Linked DNA regions of Gossypium hirsutum: region 2 is linked to region 1. A link is a contact called in public Hi-C data. All regions are on one chromosome and are shown on one strand. Each heading gives the region's core, a stretch centred on a gene start, on an enhancer-like site or on the middle of the called end of the contact. The rest is flanking DNA. Distances are from core to core; before and after follow the strand shown.

Region 1 (3,654 bases), core at 711-3,210:
TGGGTGACTTGTACACTTTCACAGGAAGTGATTCCACAACTTCATTAGGTGCAGGAACAGAACCAATTGGAGACACGGACGGTCGCGAAGATAAAACCATAGACTGCTGGTGAATTTCATCCAGGACCTAGTTCAAATATGTAAAATGTTACTCCAAGAGAAAGGACAATCACCCAGAGAAGGAAATAATAACAACAAATAAAAATCACCTCAAATAAAGCCTCAGCTAACATAACGATTCTGGATACACTAGACCTAGCACCAGTGGTGTCATCATTTGAACTAGAATCTCGATTATTTACATGACATGTGCATCGACCACTTCTATGTTGGCCAGATAAAATGCAGGATCTTTCATGCCCTGAAAAGTTCTCAAAACGGCTTCCTAGCCGTTGAAGAGCTCGAACCTGGAGCAACTCATAGGTCAGTAACTAAACAGACAATAATCTGCATTTGCTCAGATGGATAACTTTCAAAGAACCTATAGCAGAAAGTAATACATGCAGGCAAAACCTAAAGAAGAAGCAGACATAAATATAGAAATAAAGCATTAGAACAGTCCTAAACCTAAATATTTGTTCTGATTCTAATTGTTAATGAAAAAAGTAGAGTTACTATCAACGTCGTTCAGTAACCACCAGGCATTAAATTAAATTAAAAAGCGTGGAGAATAAGGCGATGGGTCCAACAAGATTATAAACCTGAGATCGTATTCTTCTCCGCCTTTCAAGGAAATTGGATCTATGGTGGAGCAAATCATGATACCGGGCTTCTCTGGATCGAGAAGTTTCAATTTCATCGTGGGAAATAACGGAGGAAGCATGAGCGGAAGCAGTGGTGGATGGAGAGGTAGCTAATTGCTGCTGAGTAATTTGTATGTCTTGCTGCAAAGGGCAGAATGTGGGAGCTCTACCAAGAACACGATCACGAAGCCTTCCAACACTTAAGGCTCTGCTAAAACGAGCGTTGCTTTCGAGAGTCTCTCCACTTCCATCTGAATCATTGAAGATAATCGGAGAACAAGAATTGCGGGGAGGTTGTTGAGGTTCAAGTGTCTCAGAATCGTCATCAGGGTTCAACATCTCCGCGGAGGACCCCATGCTATTAGCTCTGCTGAACCGGAAGCTCAAATTACCAGGAAGGAAGCTAATGCCGGAGAGGCAGCGAGAAGGAGAGCGATGAGCAGCTGTTACAGCTGCACCAGAGGTGCTACCACCGGAAGATATGCATGGGGTTGGCAATGGCAATTGCATTTCCTCATTAGATGCCGCTTCGCCTTCAACCTTTCTGTTACTTTCTCTTTTCACCAGATCCGATTCCGACGCAGGTTGTTTCCGGTGATCAAAGTTGGGTTTAGGAGAAGCAGATCTAGATAACGCTCCCAAACAAGAGGACCGGAAAACTCTATTCTTAACCTTGGATCTTCCCCTCAGCCCACCGCTGCTAGACGAGGAAGCAGCAGGTGCAGTGTCTCTTCCTCCTCCTCCTACTCTACAACAACCCTTGCTCCCACCGGATCCCATCTGAGTGGTTTCACTTAAGTTTCACCCTAAACCCAACAAGAAAAAAAGGGAAAACCAGCGTCGATGACGTAATTGGCATTTGGAAGTTGTGCTTGGAAGGCACTCCAACCTTATTATTTAGGGGGCGGAGTGATTAAAAGTGATGTATTACTAACTCATGTCTTCAGATCTCAACGATGGTTACGTCTTGAAAACAGTGTTTCTTAGAGGTGAAAATGCCTTTTTTGATTAATGCCGCCTCCTCTGCCTCTTCTTGGGGCTTATTTTCTTTTTTATTATTATTAATTTTAAATCCCATCTCTGCTCTGCTTTGCTCAGGCGCATGTGGAATGCGGATCCACAAGCAACAGCCTCAGACCACGGCTGACTTTAGTGTACCAACACTACAACTGCTCCACACCCATTATAGGTCCGGTTCACTTACTCTTTCTATGACCAAAACCGGTGAAATTTCAATTATTGCCATATTAAAAATATAAAACGGGCCCAATCAATCCAATAATGAATTAATTGGGCCTATACAGACCCAATAAGTTGATATTAACAGTCGACACATTTGGAATCCATATGTAAGTTTCCGGTACTAGCAAGTATATGATTCTTTTATGGCTTTTATTAATTAATTAAGCTTAACAATGATATACAAAAGCAGTGTTGAAAATCAAATTTCCATCATCTTTTTGATTTTTTTTTATTATCAAGGAGACACTCCTATACTACTACATGCCTCTTTCCCAATACACCAAACTCGACGGCTCCTACTTGTACTTGGTGTTGCATTTATACTTGCATCACTGTACAACTCCCCATCCGTATCGGATTCGCAGTACTTCCCTCTACTTTGCTCATAACATCACTGAGTGAGTGAGAGTGCCTTGGATTTCCCACATTTATTCCAGGAAAGCACCATGTTGCCACCCCTGAATTTGGGTTACACAAACAATCTTCTTGTAGAATTTCTCCCATCCTGCACATTATGCTGAAAGCCAAGTTCTTTAGGACTCGTGAATATGCTTCCAGAATGGAATGTCCAACATCCTGTGCACCAATTCAAAGTGTAATTCATCGCAATTATTAATATACTACAACATAATATTGATTCAATAGTGAAAGATACAATGCAGAATAAAATAAGCTTCACTTTAAACACCAACTACTTACCTTGCCATATTGAATTTTTGAAGCATCAAGAAATGTTTGAGGAAGGTTTGGGTATGCACTCTTTATCTGATGTAAAAGTGCTTCAGCACAGTCCACTAGTAGCTCCATCTTATCCATTTCAGATATAGGATCCTTAATAAAGGACCATGATTTTCGCACTGGCGATTTACCACTAGCTTGTTCTGTAAGTCGCCCTTTCCATGCAAATACAGCAGCTTCCAACCTATTAATGACCTCGAGAGCATTGTTTTCAGACTTTAAATTTAGCGAAATGAACATTTCATCAACCGAGGTGGACTCCAGAGTCAAAACCTTGTACAGGTCGTCACCAAGGCTTGCCTTCCCAGACTGTAAACATAAGGAAAGAGATTCAGTTGCCATAAATGCAATACAAACATCTTGTAAAACTTTAACCTGGAATTTACTCTCATCATTCAAATTTATCAGATACCATAAGATTTTAAAGTAGATTAACGTCAGCTGGTTCCAACTAAAATATCCAGATTCCATTTCTATATTTCCTTTTTAAACATGTCGAGTAACATTTTAGTACTAAAATACATATCATCATAAAAACTATTAAAGGGTCCAATATTTAAAGTCGACTGCCCTGGAGGCAGTGAGCTTGCTCACCTTGGGAAGAGCATCCCTAATAATGGATGGAAGAGGTATTTCAAGCAAAACATTTTCATTAATCGATGCTGCAGCCTTGAATACTTGATATACCACCTTGCCTTTACATTGCAACTTCTGCCTTTCGGTATCTGAGAGCCCAGTTTTTGGTACTTGTGGCAATGGAAGCCACCACCTCTTGCTCTCCCTTGCACTCTTGTTTCTTCCTTCTGCCCGGCTTCCAACTTCTGCATAATAAAACTGAGCATTCACCATTGACTCCAGAGTTTCCTGACAATTTACAAAATTTAATCTGGTAAATGTGGGCGATGTGTTCATTAGAGTATACAAGTTATTA
Region 2 (3,654 bases), core at 561-3,060, 530 kb after region 1:
AAATAATGCCATTTGCAAGAAAATAATCCTGAACAATTAAATTTCGTCATATTATCACTTCTAACACACTTTTTTTATTGAGAAATTGGCGGTCAACCATAGCAATGAATAACATGAAAACTTTGAAAACCTCTTTTTTTTATTTTCCAATAGATATACCCAAATAGCACGAGAAAAATCATCAACTAATGTCAAAAAACAATGAGATCCACAAGATGAAGGAGTGTCATAAAAACCCCATAAATCACAATGAACTAACTCAAAAATACGAGTGGTTTTTTGTTCACTAATTGAAAAGTTATTTCTAGCCTGCTTAGCACGATGACAAATTTAACATGCTTTATTTAGATTATCTCTAGAGTTACTAACATAAGGAAGTAATTTTACTACTTTCTCGGAAGGGTGACCCAATCTTCTATGCCAAAGTTCCAAAGAGGATGAAGCTTCAATTGAAACCACTTTGACCATCGAAACATGTCGGAAGTAGTAAAGTCCATCTCGTCTCTCACCCGTTCCAATCAGCTCCCTCGAATGAAGGTGAATAGCATATATGATAGTAGAAGATTGGACAAAACAGTTCATATCATCATTCAACTGGGAAACCAAAATTAAATTACAGTTTAATTTAGGAATGTAAAGAACGTGTTTTAATTGAATTTTTTCCTCAATTTAACCATTCCTTCTTGGGTAGCCACCATTGTTTGGCCATCAGAGAGTCCTATGGAACATGCTACAGCATCTCTCACATTCGTCAAACACATAAGATCACTCGTAACATGATTTGAACACCCCGTATCAATAATCCAATTATTATTGAACTTACCATTCAACCGAGTGGAAGTTGATTGTTTATTACCAAACACCGCTAAAAGAGACTACTATTGCTCAACGGTAAAACCAGGAAGTGTCGCCCTCCTTGGTGGTGATGGAGGAGGAGCAGACTCGCCGCCAGGCATTTAGAATGATGAAAGAAAAAAAAATTGTGTCAAAAACCTTGTTCAGATGCCACTTGAATTTTATTGATAGACCTTAAGGATATATATATCTATACAGTAGTAGTTACGTAGGAATCAAATTGCTAAAAGATAATATCCTATAATATCCATTATGAATCAAATTGCTAAGAGATAATATCATATCATAATATCCTAACACTTTTAAATAATTTCTTTTTCACATGTGCGCAGAAAGATCAGTTTACTTATTTTTTTTACTCGAAGAAAAAAATGCAATATAGAAATTATTATGGTATTTTTACTTAAATATGCATAGTTACATCTCTCATTTCTCACCTCCTCTTATTCAAATTTAGAATGAATTTTTTTGGTGTTGTAAAATATTTAGAATGGTTTGTTTTATATGCTAAGATGAACTTTCCTTTAATTTTTCTAATCTACCAATTATATCACCTTTCCAACTTTTTATTCCCCTTTACTTTTACAAATAAAATTTAATTTTACGTAGATTAATTAAAAATTTCTTGAAAATCCCCGAGTGTGAACCGAGGGGGTTTTCACTCTAGTGAAATATTTGTTATTTTGTAAGCAAAATGAAATATTGCATTGACTAAAACATGTATCAAATGAAGGGATTGTAAAATGTTTTCCAAGTAAAAACCAAGCCATAATCCCACAAAATTCGGACAAGATTCTGAAATGTTGTCCATCACCAAGCTCTGCTCTGCACCAGACACCCTGATCTTAAAACCACTTATCGCTTGCCATTTTGTGTATGACTCAATAGAAATCTATTCTCTTCTATGTTGTTGTAAATTTTATAATAGTCCCTATGCCAGCTTGCCACATGGTAAATTCTAAAATAATAGCTGATTTGTGATATAAATAAAAGACAAGGGGCTGGGAAAGTTGACCAAGCTATAGCCTACAGCTCTTACATAACAAGTTGCTACAGCTATTGAATTTGATCTGAAAACTCCTAAATTAAACATGGAGTCCGGACTACTATAATCGAAACCCCCTTTCCTTTGTTTCGCATTTTCATCCTGAAAAAATTCAACGCCAAAAAGAGATCAAGTTGGAACCCACAGCAAAGATGGGGGGATGGAGAAACGCAGTTCAAGAGGCTGCTGCTTCTAAACCTCTGTTTCTGACGATATACACCACCATTATCGTGGGGATAGTGGCGACTTCTTTTTATGTGTTCTCCGCCATTTACTCTCCATCCGCTTCCACCAGCACCCAGTCTATCTCTACTTCTTGGCTTTCCTCCCCTCCTCTCTCCCAAAGTACGCTCCTTGTTCTTTTTTCTTTTGTTTTTTAATTTAAGCTTCTATGTATGTGCAAATGGCATATCATATGTTATTAGAACAACTGAGTAAACATTGTTTTCGTTATTGGATCCTAATCAAAATGGAATATTGCTAATGGGTTTTTGTTAGTTTGACTTTTTGTTTGTATGTTAGACCCTTTCTTCCCCTAGCTTCTTTTATGGAATTATGTTGCAATTTTGAAGACTTTCTTTGATACCCTTTATTATGATGTTCTGTTCAGTACATCAACTTCACTCTTTTAGCATTTGCTTTACCATTAGTCAATTACATGATTTTATTAACTGATGTCCTCAAATGGTAGATGGTGGTTCTAATTTCAGTAACAACATTTCTCAACCAACAGACAAAGCATCACAACCTGGTAGCAACCAGTTGAAAACTATATGGGAGGCTCCGCCTAGTAATTCGAAAATGCCACCTTTGGAGTCCTTTAAATTAACAAAAGAACTGGTTGGAGAAAGGGCGAAAGACAATGTCATTATTGTCACCTTTGGCAACTTTGCGTTTATGGATTTCATCTTGACTTGGGTTAAACACTTGACGGATCTTGATGTTTCTAATCTTCTTGTTGGTAAGTTGTTAAAATCTTCCTGCAGTTAACTGTGCTTAAAAGTGGACAATGAATTGGAATCGTTGTGATTTAGGTGCTATGGACACCAAACTGTTGGAGGCTTTGTATTGGGAAGGTGTTCCAGTATTTGATATGGGCAGCGATATGAGCACAATAGATGTTGGATGGGGCTCTCCTACATTTCATAAAATGGGGAGAGAGAAAGTATTACTTATAAATGCTATACTTCCTTTTGGTTATGAGCTATTGATGTGTGATACAGACATGGTGTGGCTCAAGGTACTCCCTTTCCAATCCAGATCAAGTTTTTCTTTGTTGTTTACATGACACTAAGCTATAGTTTGATTGTTTCACTTTTTCTTCCCTTAAATTGGATAAGTTTTATTTTATTACAATGCTATCATACTGTGGAAGAATATGGATTTCTCTGATTCTATAAGAAATAAAATTTCAGTGAGAAATACTAGTTTTTCCTGGCGGTTGCATTTGCTTTGTGTGTACTTTTATTGGCTTGTGTAATGCTTCTTACTCTGCTGTCATCATTTCTTTATATTTTAAATCATGATCCTTAATGGTCACTTCAGAAGATATACATTAAAGTCATACTTGATGTGGCTTGCCCCTTTCCACAGGATCCGCTTCCATATCTTGCTCAGTACCCTGATGCTGATATCTTAACTTCAAGCGACCAAGTTGTGCCAACAGTTGTTGATGACAGATTGGCTGATTGGAAACAAGGTAAAAAATGTTTCAAGTTGTGGCCCAGAGTAGTATTGTTACTGGAGACCTGCCC

The links. A called contact is a pair of places that touch in the nucleus more often than the background predicts.
Region 2: a contact with region 1 is called in a Hi-C map of leaf, with 2.5 times the contacts expected there. The contact joins the promoter of LOC107900691 here to the promoter of LOC107900705 in region 1. A contact is called at or near these places in 2 of 34 Hi-C or Micro-C datasets (both in leaf).

Annotation. Positions count from the first base shown.
Region 1 is chrD08:54,388,262-54,391,915 of Gossypium_hirsutum_v2.1, forward strand. It overlaps LOC107900705 (E3 ubiquitin-protein ligase MBR1), which reads right to left and starts at 1,961. Exons shown (of 5, transcript XM_016826399.2): 1 at 702-1,961; 2 at 210-407; 3 at 1-127. The coding sequence starts at 1,523. It overlaps LOC107900703 (rop guanine nucleotide exchange factor 14), which reads right to left. Exons shown (of 10, transcript XM_041098412.1): 7 at 3,318-3,587; 8 at 2,685-3,032; 9 at 2,349-2,561; 10 at 2,119-2,346. The coding sequence ends at 2,221.
Region 2 is chrD08:54,919,902-54,923,555 of Gossypium_hirsutum_v2.1, forward strand. It overlaps LOC107900691 (arabinosyltransferase XEG113), which reads left to right and starts at 1,811. Exons shown (of 13, transcript XM_016826373.2): 1 at 1,811-2,245; 2 at 2,592-2,861; 3 at 2,935-3,140; 4 at 3,494-3,599. The coding sequence starts at 2,053.